3 separate regions of the Anas platyrhynchos genome follow, and regions 1 and 2 are each linked to region 3. A link is a contact called in public Hi-C data. All regions are on one chromosome and are shown on one strand. Each heading gives the region's core, a stretch centred on a gene start, on an enhancer-like site or on the middle of the called end of the contact. The rest is flanking DNA. Distances are from core to core; before and after follow the strand shown.

Region 1 (2,819 bases), core at 93-2,592, 200 kb after region 3:
TCTCTCTTGTAGTCTTCTTGTTTTTCACAGTAATTTTTCTCACCCACTCCTACCACCAGTACAACAGTGATCAGGATATAAGATTATTAGATTTCTTTCTAACATTTTTTTTTCTTTCCACGCAGCACATGGAAACATGGATTCCCTCCAATGAGCCCTGCAAGATCTGCACATGTCTAGACAATAGGAGAGTAAACTGCACTCTCCGACCTTGCAATACTACCAAATGTAAGTTGGTCTAGATCTGAGTGTGACTAGACTTGAACTGATTTTTTTTTTTTTTTTTTACCTAGCATTTTAGTTCTTATCCAAGCTTATTTTGTGAACGTTTTTTTCTCGCTCCAGCTGTTCAGTGTGGTCCCTGTGAAGTTCCTCGTCTGCGCAGGGACCCCAGCCAGTGCTGCCCTGAATATGAGTGTGGTAGGTTCTCATAAACTGTTGGAATCTTCTTGGTATGTGTTTTTATCAGATGTTTCAAAGGTATAAAATCTGCATCTTTATTTAACACATACATATATATTTAAATTTTATAACTCACTGAATGACTGAGTTATCATCTGTGTGGAAAAAAAAGAAAAAAAGAAGAAACTCAAACTTGACTTTGCCCCTTTTTAAGAGATGAAGAAGGCAATAGAGAATTGTTTTTATTTTATTGTATTGTATTTTATTTTTTTCCAAAGTGACACACTAAAAGTGTATTTTTTTTTTCCAATTACCTATTTTTGTGTGATCTGTGTTTGCACATTAGGTACAAAATCAGAACTAGAATATTCATAACATACACTTGAATTGTTCCCTTAGCTATTTTTGAAAACAAACATTGACCTGCTGAAATCTAACTTACTTTGTATTTTAAGATAGCAATTGAGTGTAGGGAATAAATGAAATGGGGATGGACCTGCATGTGTATGTCTTTTCTAGAAGGCTAACTGGTCAGGCATGGTCTTGACCACTCCCTCAATTTCTCTTCTTAGTCTGTGATCTGGTTTCCTGTGATTTGCCTCCTGTCCCTGTCTGTGAGTCTGGCTCGCAGCTTGCACTGACCAACCCTGGAGAATGCAGACCAAATTATACATGTGGTAAGATATGTATATCTATATTTAGCCCTGGGTGATAGTGGAGCACTGCATTTGAACAACATGGACAACGTCCTTTATGCACTACATTTTCTCTCTGAAAGATTTTCTTTGGGAGCTAGTAGACATAAATGATTTCACAGACTTGAAAGAAAGTTATTGTTGGCCCTTTCTGAGTACACTGTTGAATTAAGGAAAAGATAAACACTGTACTCTTGGATATGTGTGCACTGACCCTTATGTTTATTTTATAAATCTTTCTGTATATGAGAGAAGATACAAATATGTGTTTGTCAGGATAGGAACTTCTGAACCTGCAGTACAATCTTTGACCTGGGTCTTTTATATCTGCATTACTTCTCAGTTTATTAAGCAGATGTATTACAGTTTGCAGTAGCAATTAGAGCCTTGCTGCCAGAGAACTGTCCTGTTCATTTGCAGTGCTCTGAAATGCTCTGTGCTTAACCTTTTTCTGCTAGCTTGTAACAGAGAAGCATGCAGCCTAGCTCAAAGACCTTTCTGTCCACCACATCGGGAGCTGACTGTTAAGAAGACAGAGTGCTGTGATAAATATGAGTGTACCTGCAGCTGTACTAACTCAACAGTGAGCTGCCCTCCTGGATATTTATCCAGATCTCTCACCAATGACTGTGGCTGCATATCTACTACCTGTGTTCCAGGAACGGTAAGCAGGATGAACAGATAAGATTATCTTTTGCATACGGGGGGACAACATCACAGTAAGAGCGTAGATAGATATAAACAAAAGACCAAACAGACTACCTGAAAATGATACATTTTTAATTTACATGTCTGAGAAAATTGCACCCTTGCAACATACTGTGCTTGTTTCATTAGTCATTTTATTCTGATGTTACCAACACATTTTTTGTGACTTTGAGATACTCAGATGATTATATCTATATGTAACCTTTTGTACTTCAAGGCTATTCAGACACTTGGAATTTCAGAGGTCATTCTGATATATTTATTTTTTTATTTATTGATAACATGTATGTGCTTTTGGATGAGTACAGTTACTGTATTTTAGAATTGCATACTTTCAATCCTATATTAACTTTATTGACATTTTTGGGACACGTTATACCTATACTCCTTGTGTGCCTTGATTACATTTGCCTCTACCTGATGAGGTATTGTATCTTGCATAAACTACATGGCCATTTTAATTTTTTTTTCCACATTAGTACCTAACTCTGTTAAAGCTTCACAAGGATGAATTTTTCCTAATTTTGCCAACTTTTTATTAAGTCATTATATTATGTTAACTTTCAAGGTAAGGTTGCTTAAGGAAAAGTTGCAGGGCAGTATAACCTGTTCACTAAAGCAACCTTACCTAGCAGCCTAATATAGGGTTACTCTGTTGTGCAGCTCAGGAGATCTAGGCTTTATTTTCTAAGCCTGAGTAGTTCATGACCTTGCATAAGTCATTTTATTTCTCCATGATCCATGATCATTTCTACATCTATAAAATTAACAGACATTCATGTCTTTAATAACGTGTTGTAAAATTTACTAATAGAGAGTGCAATATAAAAGATGGCACTGCTTTTGTGGTAGATGTGGTGGCCTAAGGATACAGGAATGAATGCTTGTAGCCCAAAGTAGTATCTTTCAGATTAGCAGATACAATTGGCAGAAGTTTTGTGTGTGTGGCTCCTTCTACAAGACTCTCTGTTTATCTTCTCTAAATGTTGTATCGCATTATACTTACAGTGAAAC
Region 2 (3,077 bases), core at 23-2,522, 130 kb after region 3:
CTGTAATTGAACAAGTCAATTTTCACAATTAATCTTTAATAGTGCAGTGCTGCTTCCTCTTCTCTGTGCATTACAGAGCGCTTTATGCTCTCATAAAGTGACAATTTCCCTGATTGCAGATCCATCAGTCCCCATTAAATAATCCCGATGCTCCAGAAATCTCCTGTCACATGAAGGAGAACATACCCTCTTTTAATGGGCTGGAGATGTGAACGTGCAAGTTGCATAATTTGTGCTGATGGGGGTGCACTAAAAAAGTGCTCCATTTCTACATTGGTCAACTGAGATTCAGTTTTTCGGGAATGACTTGACAGAAATGGTTTGCTTGATTTGAAGTGGCAGGGAGGTAAGTCATTAGCATGGCACAGTATTTCTGCTTCCTATCAAGCTAACAAACACATTCATTTCCCACGTCTCTGAAATGATTTTTGTTTGATTAAGAGCTGACTCCTGCCCTTGCAGCCTACTGTGAATAACCAGTCGAGCCAGTCTTTTTGTGGTGTGTGGAAGGAGCAGATAGGCCGTAAAGTCAAGGTCTGTGTCACCAATGCACAGCATGCCTCTTGTGTGTGTGTATACATGTATGTATGTGTGTCTACATATGTATGTATGTATATAGTGTTTGGTGGCAAAGGAGAAGCAATAAACAATTCCCTAGATCTTTCTTCAGGTTTTAGGGACCTATTGATCATCCCAATATTTTCCCATATCTGGTGGGGGTAGGCTGATTGCTTATTTTGTTTGCATGGCTTCTGTGAGAGGATTTGTATGGTAGATCCTGGAGTGCTGGATCTGAGCAGCATTTGAGAATGATTGCATTGCATTGTGGGGCTCAGAATACCAGCTGGTGCTGATAGAGCAACTGTGTTAAGTCTGCCATGGTGAGTCTTTTTCCAGAGCCTCTGACCTAGATGTGACTGTTTTCATCTTGCACTACCCAAGAAACTGGTAAGGACTTATGTCTCTTTCACTCTGGGTTGAAAGCCTGTCCACAAGAAGCTGTATGAACAACCTCACAAACAGAAATTTTCCAATGATTTCCCACTATTTTGCATCTTATCCCCAGGATAGGCTGAGCTTTAGAGCACAGCATTGAACTATTGAGTTTTATAGCAGGCACCTCGCCTTTTCCTCTAATTTTCCTGGCAATAAGGGGATTTTTTTTTTTTTTTTTTCCAGTGATGGTGTTATTACAAAGTGTACAGACAGTAGTCCCCTCCCAGGTCAGTTGTCTTGCCCTTTTGCTGTTAAAAACAGATGCTGCTGAGAGGTGATGCAGTAGTGTGGTGGGACTTGGAATATGAATGTAGCCTTATGTAATTGAACCAGAAAACCAGAGGATGTTTTAAGTGTTAGGAAGTGCATGGGCAGGTAAGATGAGTTACAAAGCTTTAGCTAAAAAAGGGATCCACTGTAAACATGTCCTTGTAGGCAGGGAGTGTTACCACTAACTTGCACATGCCTTTAAAATGGTCTTCAGCCCTGACCTGTGCCTATTCAGTATTTGGTTTACCACAGAGACTATGTTCATGTAAGTGAGAAGCGCTGTTCAGTGAATAGCTGCCAAAGACTTCTATAACTGTGAGTGAACCTGTCATCTATTTATTTCTGAGTTAGAAGGTACTTACTCTGCCTACTGTGTCGATAAGCACATATGCATTTCTAGGTTTTGTGTTGTGAAAGGAAGATTAAATAGTTTGGACACAAGTCCCAAATCTGGGAGATCTCTGCTCTGAAAAAGGCTTCAAGTCACCTTTGATGCCTGTTGCCTGGATCCTCAAATTAGGGGTTTACAGTTTACACTCCCATGTCTGGATTACAAGGACCTCAATAAAGTTGGGAGGGGATGTTGGTGCAACCACACCTCTCTACAGTAAATAGGAGTAATTCTTCATTTCAGAAGAATTTTGTGAATGTAAACATTAGGCATTTGATAGCATGTTAATCTTGCTTTGTGATCTTCAGTGTTACTTCTGCTCTGCCTTCAGCTGTGTAAGGTTGCAGGGTTTTAGCCTTGCTATATTTTTTTCTTTTACTGCCATCGCTGCTACATTTCCTGGGGATTTGTGATCACAGAACAGGGGGGCAGGAATTATTGTATTGTTCTGCAGGGATGACAGGAGAAAGAGCTGCCTTGGTTTGAAACCTTCATGTTGGATTTTGCACAATACAAATGTGCCTACTTTTGTTTGCAGCTGCTTTCCTCACTCCACTGAACATCCTACTTCATAATCTTATGACCCTGGCCATTTGCTCTGGAAGGTTACTACAAACACGATAGGTTTTGTAAATCCTGGTTAATAGGAGGCCTGTGAAAAGCCCATGGTAATAGTAACCTGTTTTCTCATCTTTTGAAATGTGTTGTCATAACTGCCACCTAGTGCTGATGCTGGTGTATGCAGAGGAGCTTCCCTCAAAATTAGTGCTGTAGAATTGAGTTAAACCTTTATAAACAAAGAATCCAGTATGCCTCCAAAGCCATAATGAGGTCTCCATAAAAATGAATTCATCATCAAAAACCATTAGTTTCCAAGGTTTGGCTCCACAATCACTAAGTGACTTTGTTATTTGCACCTGTTTCCACAAACCCCTGAGAGCTGGGTTGTGAGGCTTTGTACTGTTGTAGTACAAAAGCAGACATACATTTCTAATTATTTTGACCAAACTGTTTCTGACTATATTGAAAAGGAAGAGAAGTGTGTGTGTGCCCATGACATTCTTGTCATGCTCCTGACTTGTAGATGCAAATAATGACAAAAATTGGACAGAGTCTGTGTTTTTCATTCTGGATGAAATTTTGTGGTTGGAATTCCATCACAGGGGTTGCAGTTAAGTCTCAACATTTATTGGAAACTGCACTTTGTAAAGTTTTGATTGTTCATATAAGTAATGCCCTAGGCTTCACTGTTATTACAGAGTTAAAAGAAAGCCACTGTAATACAGGCATCAATTGGTGAATAAATTGAGTAAATACATTTTAAATCCACAGCTTTACAGTCTGGGTTAGTCAGCTTTTGTTGGCTTTAGATCAAATTCCAATTTACTTCATGTGCACATATCTCAACAGCAATGACCTG
Region 3 (3,044 bases), core at 212-2,711:
TACAGTTCTCATTCTTCTTCAGAATGCTAGAAAAAGCTGACATTATAAGCAGAATTCAGTAAACAAACATAACATTGCTCAGAGAAAGGAACTTCCAAAGCGGTTTTTAATTTTTATCTTTGTGCTTTTATATAAAAAAAAATGATAAAACTAATCCCATCCACTCCACCACTCCAAGATCAGAGTTGTGTCTGGTCAGCTGAATGCCTCTAAGAAATTAAATGTCATTTTAGCTGCAATAACGTTCCAGCCAGCATGTCTTGTATTTCATGGCGGAACCAGGTGCACTGTAGTACTAATTGTGCTATCTTCAGAATGCTGGTGCACCTGCTTCATCTTACACTCATTTAACACAATGTAACAACACTCAAGTGAAAGCATCTGCAGATGCATGTCCCTGGATGCTAGAGTGAACCTTGTAACAAAAACAGGATGTATGGGAAAACGCACAGTAGGAGAATGACAGCATTAAGATACTGAGCCTATAACCAAGATGAAGATGAAGGATGCTTCATCATGGTGGAGCAGAACACAATTAAGTAAATCACATTCATTAAGCAAGGACTGTCTGTCTTATTTGCAGACATACAAATTGTGTTTGGAGCCAGCCCCACTTCACTCAGTGGTTAGAAAAGCTGAACATGGAAGATGCAAGAGAAGAAGGGTTGAGTTTTGGAACCACTGTCATCCATGCAAGTTACAGTACAGGTCTCTCCATCAGCTGCACAAGGCAGGAGAGAAATCAAATAAGACAGACTTGGTTCACTCCTCCCTTATGACTTGTGTTCTCACCTGCAAGTATGCAAAGCTGTTTTAAATTTTATCGGAGCTGATGACAACACTTGTAGTAACATGAGAGTACTAATTGCCTGGTATCACTGAGTTAGGAGCCTTGATTTTTATTTTTATTAAAAGACTTTTAAGTATGAACACGATGCAAGATGACAGCACCAAAAAAGTCAAGAAGTGCCACGTATTTCTTGTAAGCACCAGTTTATGGAGAATTAGAAGTATTTCAAAACAGCTACAACCAGAGCACACGAAAAACAAAGCTGTCTTGCTGCCAGCCCACAAGGGAAGATAATGAGGTTTATCTCATTCAGCGTGATCAGTTATACAAACCAATTTTGTAACATCTGGGTTCCAAATGCATGCCATTAGCGATATTTAAACCCGCTCCTCACGCAAACTTCGGGAGCGCAGTTTTTCAGGCGGCCTTTGACGAGCGTCTTCATCCACTGCCTCCCCTCGGGAGATGGCGCCTCAGAGGGCAAGCAGGCGCCAGCCCCAGCCGCCACCACGGGCCACCAGCGGCTCGCTGCCAGCCACGGCAGGGCTCTCCAGGCTGCCTCCCCTTTAGCTGCGGTGCCGCTGGGCGCTATCGCCCCACTCCTCCGCGGGGGGAGCTCGCCTTTGCCGCCCCCCCCATGCGGCTGAGGTAGGTCGGTCCGGCAGCCTGGACCACGCTGTGCCCAGGGACGGCTGGTGCCACAGGTGGCCTTGATGAGCCCGCTGGGGCTCGCCGCCATTTACCAGGCTGAGCCGAGCCGGGCCGGCCGCCGCCGAGCCGGCATGGATGGGGCGGGAGTGAAGGAAGAGCGGGTGTCCCAAAAGCTGGGTAAGGGTCGGGCCGCAGCAATGGGGCACTGGCTCTCCTCAATTTTGGGGGGGGGGGAGGCACCCGATAACGAGCCTAATGAGCAGCCCCGGCGGAGGATAACAACTCTGCCACTTCCCCCGGGCCGCTTTCTGTGCCCTGGGAGTGATGCCATTTTGGCTGGGGTGCCCCCAGTGTTTCGGGGGCAGTGAGCTGCTGCCAGATGGGCATCTGCATGGCCCTTGTCTCTGGGATTGTAAAAGTGAGAAGGCTGGGGCAGTTGGTCTTCCCTTCGTATCTTTATATATATTTGCTTCATATCCATAGTGGGGCTCCACTACTGCGGGATTTCTAGAGTGGTAGCACATCCCTCACCCACTGATTTTCATCTCTGAGCTTGCATGGCTCTATGAAGTTCATGTTTCTCCCTGTGTGTGTTCAGGTTGCTTTGTACCAAACATTCAAACCAACCTTCAAAGTCTTCCTGTCACCGTGCAAATGGCTACCTCATTTTAGTAACTTCTGAGAGTAGCTGTGAGGAGAAAAAGATGACTTTGCTTCCTGCTTCTGCACCTTCAGGCATTCCAAACTCTGTTAGTATGATTTTTCCAGCCAGTTAAAATCCCTTCTGTTTAAGATTATTTATCTGAAAATGGGACGACTGTTGTTCAGTCTAGTCTCTTGCAGTAACAATGACAAAAGAAAGGGTTGTGTTGGTAACTCCCTAGTTGTTGCCATGAAGGCTCTGTATTTATAAACTTTATTTTCATTTCAGATCTTTTCTTGGCAACACTAAGTTATATGTTGTCAGGCTTTCTCTTTTAGAAATAGAGGTAGCAATTTCTATTTCATGAAGGATTACTTCTGCGGGTGATGCAAAATCCCTGCTGTTGATCTGTCTACTGCAGACATAAGGGACACGCACATGACTTTGAAATGTGTTCTGTGATGTAAGCACATACAAGTAAAAAGCCTTCTTAAATCAGAACATGAAGCTGAAAATCCTATTTTTGTTTCAAGGTAGAGTTTGACAGAATGGATGATGTGAAAATACTAGCTTTCCTGCATAATGAGCAAGAGCAGGACTGAAACAAGTTCAAATACAGTAGGGAGGACAGTGGGAGAAGGAATTGTGTAAAACAGCCAGCTGTTGCCTTGCTCAGTTCTTGACCCTCCCCATTTGTATATTTCATCTCATTTAACTTGCTGCTTAACAAGATCAAATTATTACGGGTATGTAGTTTTCTGTCTCTTTCCTATACAACTAATTCAGTTGTCTAAATTCTGTAAAAAGGAAAATAGGAAGGTCTTGGAAACAGCCTGTTGTCCCTTCATACTTCCATCAACATTCACACAGCTGACTGGTTTTGTGAGGTTCTTACTTGACTTAACAATTGTTTAAGGAAAAAAAAAAACATTTTATTCTGTTATGGTAGTAGTTGCCTAC

The links. Hi-C and Micro-C count contacts between places; a contact is called where the count stands out from the background.
Region 1: a Hi-C map of liver shows a contact between it and region 3, with 4 times the contacts expected there. The contact joins the enhancer-like site here to the promoter of NOBOX in region 3. A contact is called at or near these places in 2 of 8 Hi-C or Micro-C datasets (liver and subcutaneous adipose tissue).
Region 2: a Hi-C map of skeletal muscle shows a contact between it and region 3, with 2.4 times the contacts expected there. The contact joins the enhancer-like site here to the promoter of NOBOX in region 3. A contact is called at or near these places in 6 of 8 Hi-C or Micro-C datasets (F1 follicle, F5 follicle, liver and 3 more).

Annotation. Positions count from the first base shown.
Region 1 is chr1:78,165,544-78,168,362 of IASCAAS_PekinDuck_T2T, forward strand. It overlaps VWF (von Willebrand factor), which reads left to right. Exons shown (of 52, transcript XM_005012640.6): 39 at 126-228; 40 at 346-420; 41 at 975-1,079; 42 at 1,556-1,761. Among named protein-coding and RNA genes, the nearest start is that of ANO2, 38 kb to the right of the region's middle. Within about 2 kb of position 1,343, at least 3 of the 8 cell types and tissues checked have an H3K27ac peak or open chromatin away from gene starts, as enhancers often do.
Region 2 is chr1:78,091,994-78,095,070 of IASCAAS_PekinDuck_T2T, forward strand. It overlaps VWF (von Willebrand factor), which reads left to right. Exons shown (of 52, transcript XM_005012640.6): 16 at 3,068-3,077. Among named protein-coding and RNA genes, the nearest start is that of VWF, 45 kb to the left of the region's middle. Within about 2 kb of position 1,273, at least 1 of the 8 cell types and tissues checked has an H3K27ac peak or open chromatin away from gene starts, as enhancers often do. A contact at or near this core is called in subcutaneous adipose tissue, where this site is marked.
Region 3 is chr1:77,961,251-77,964,294 of IASCAAS_PekinDuck_T2T, forward strand. It overlaps NOBOX (NOBOX oogenesis homeobox), which reads left to right and starts at 1,462. Exons shown (of 8, transcript XM_027449927.3): 1 at 1,462-1,618. The coding sequence starts at 1,504.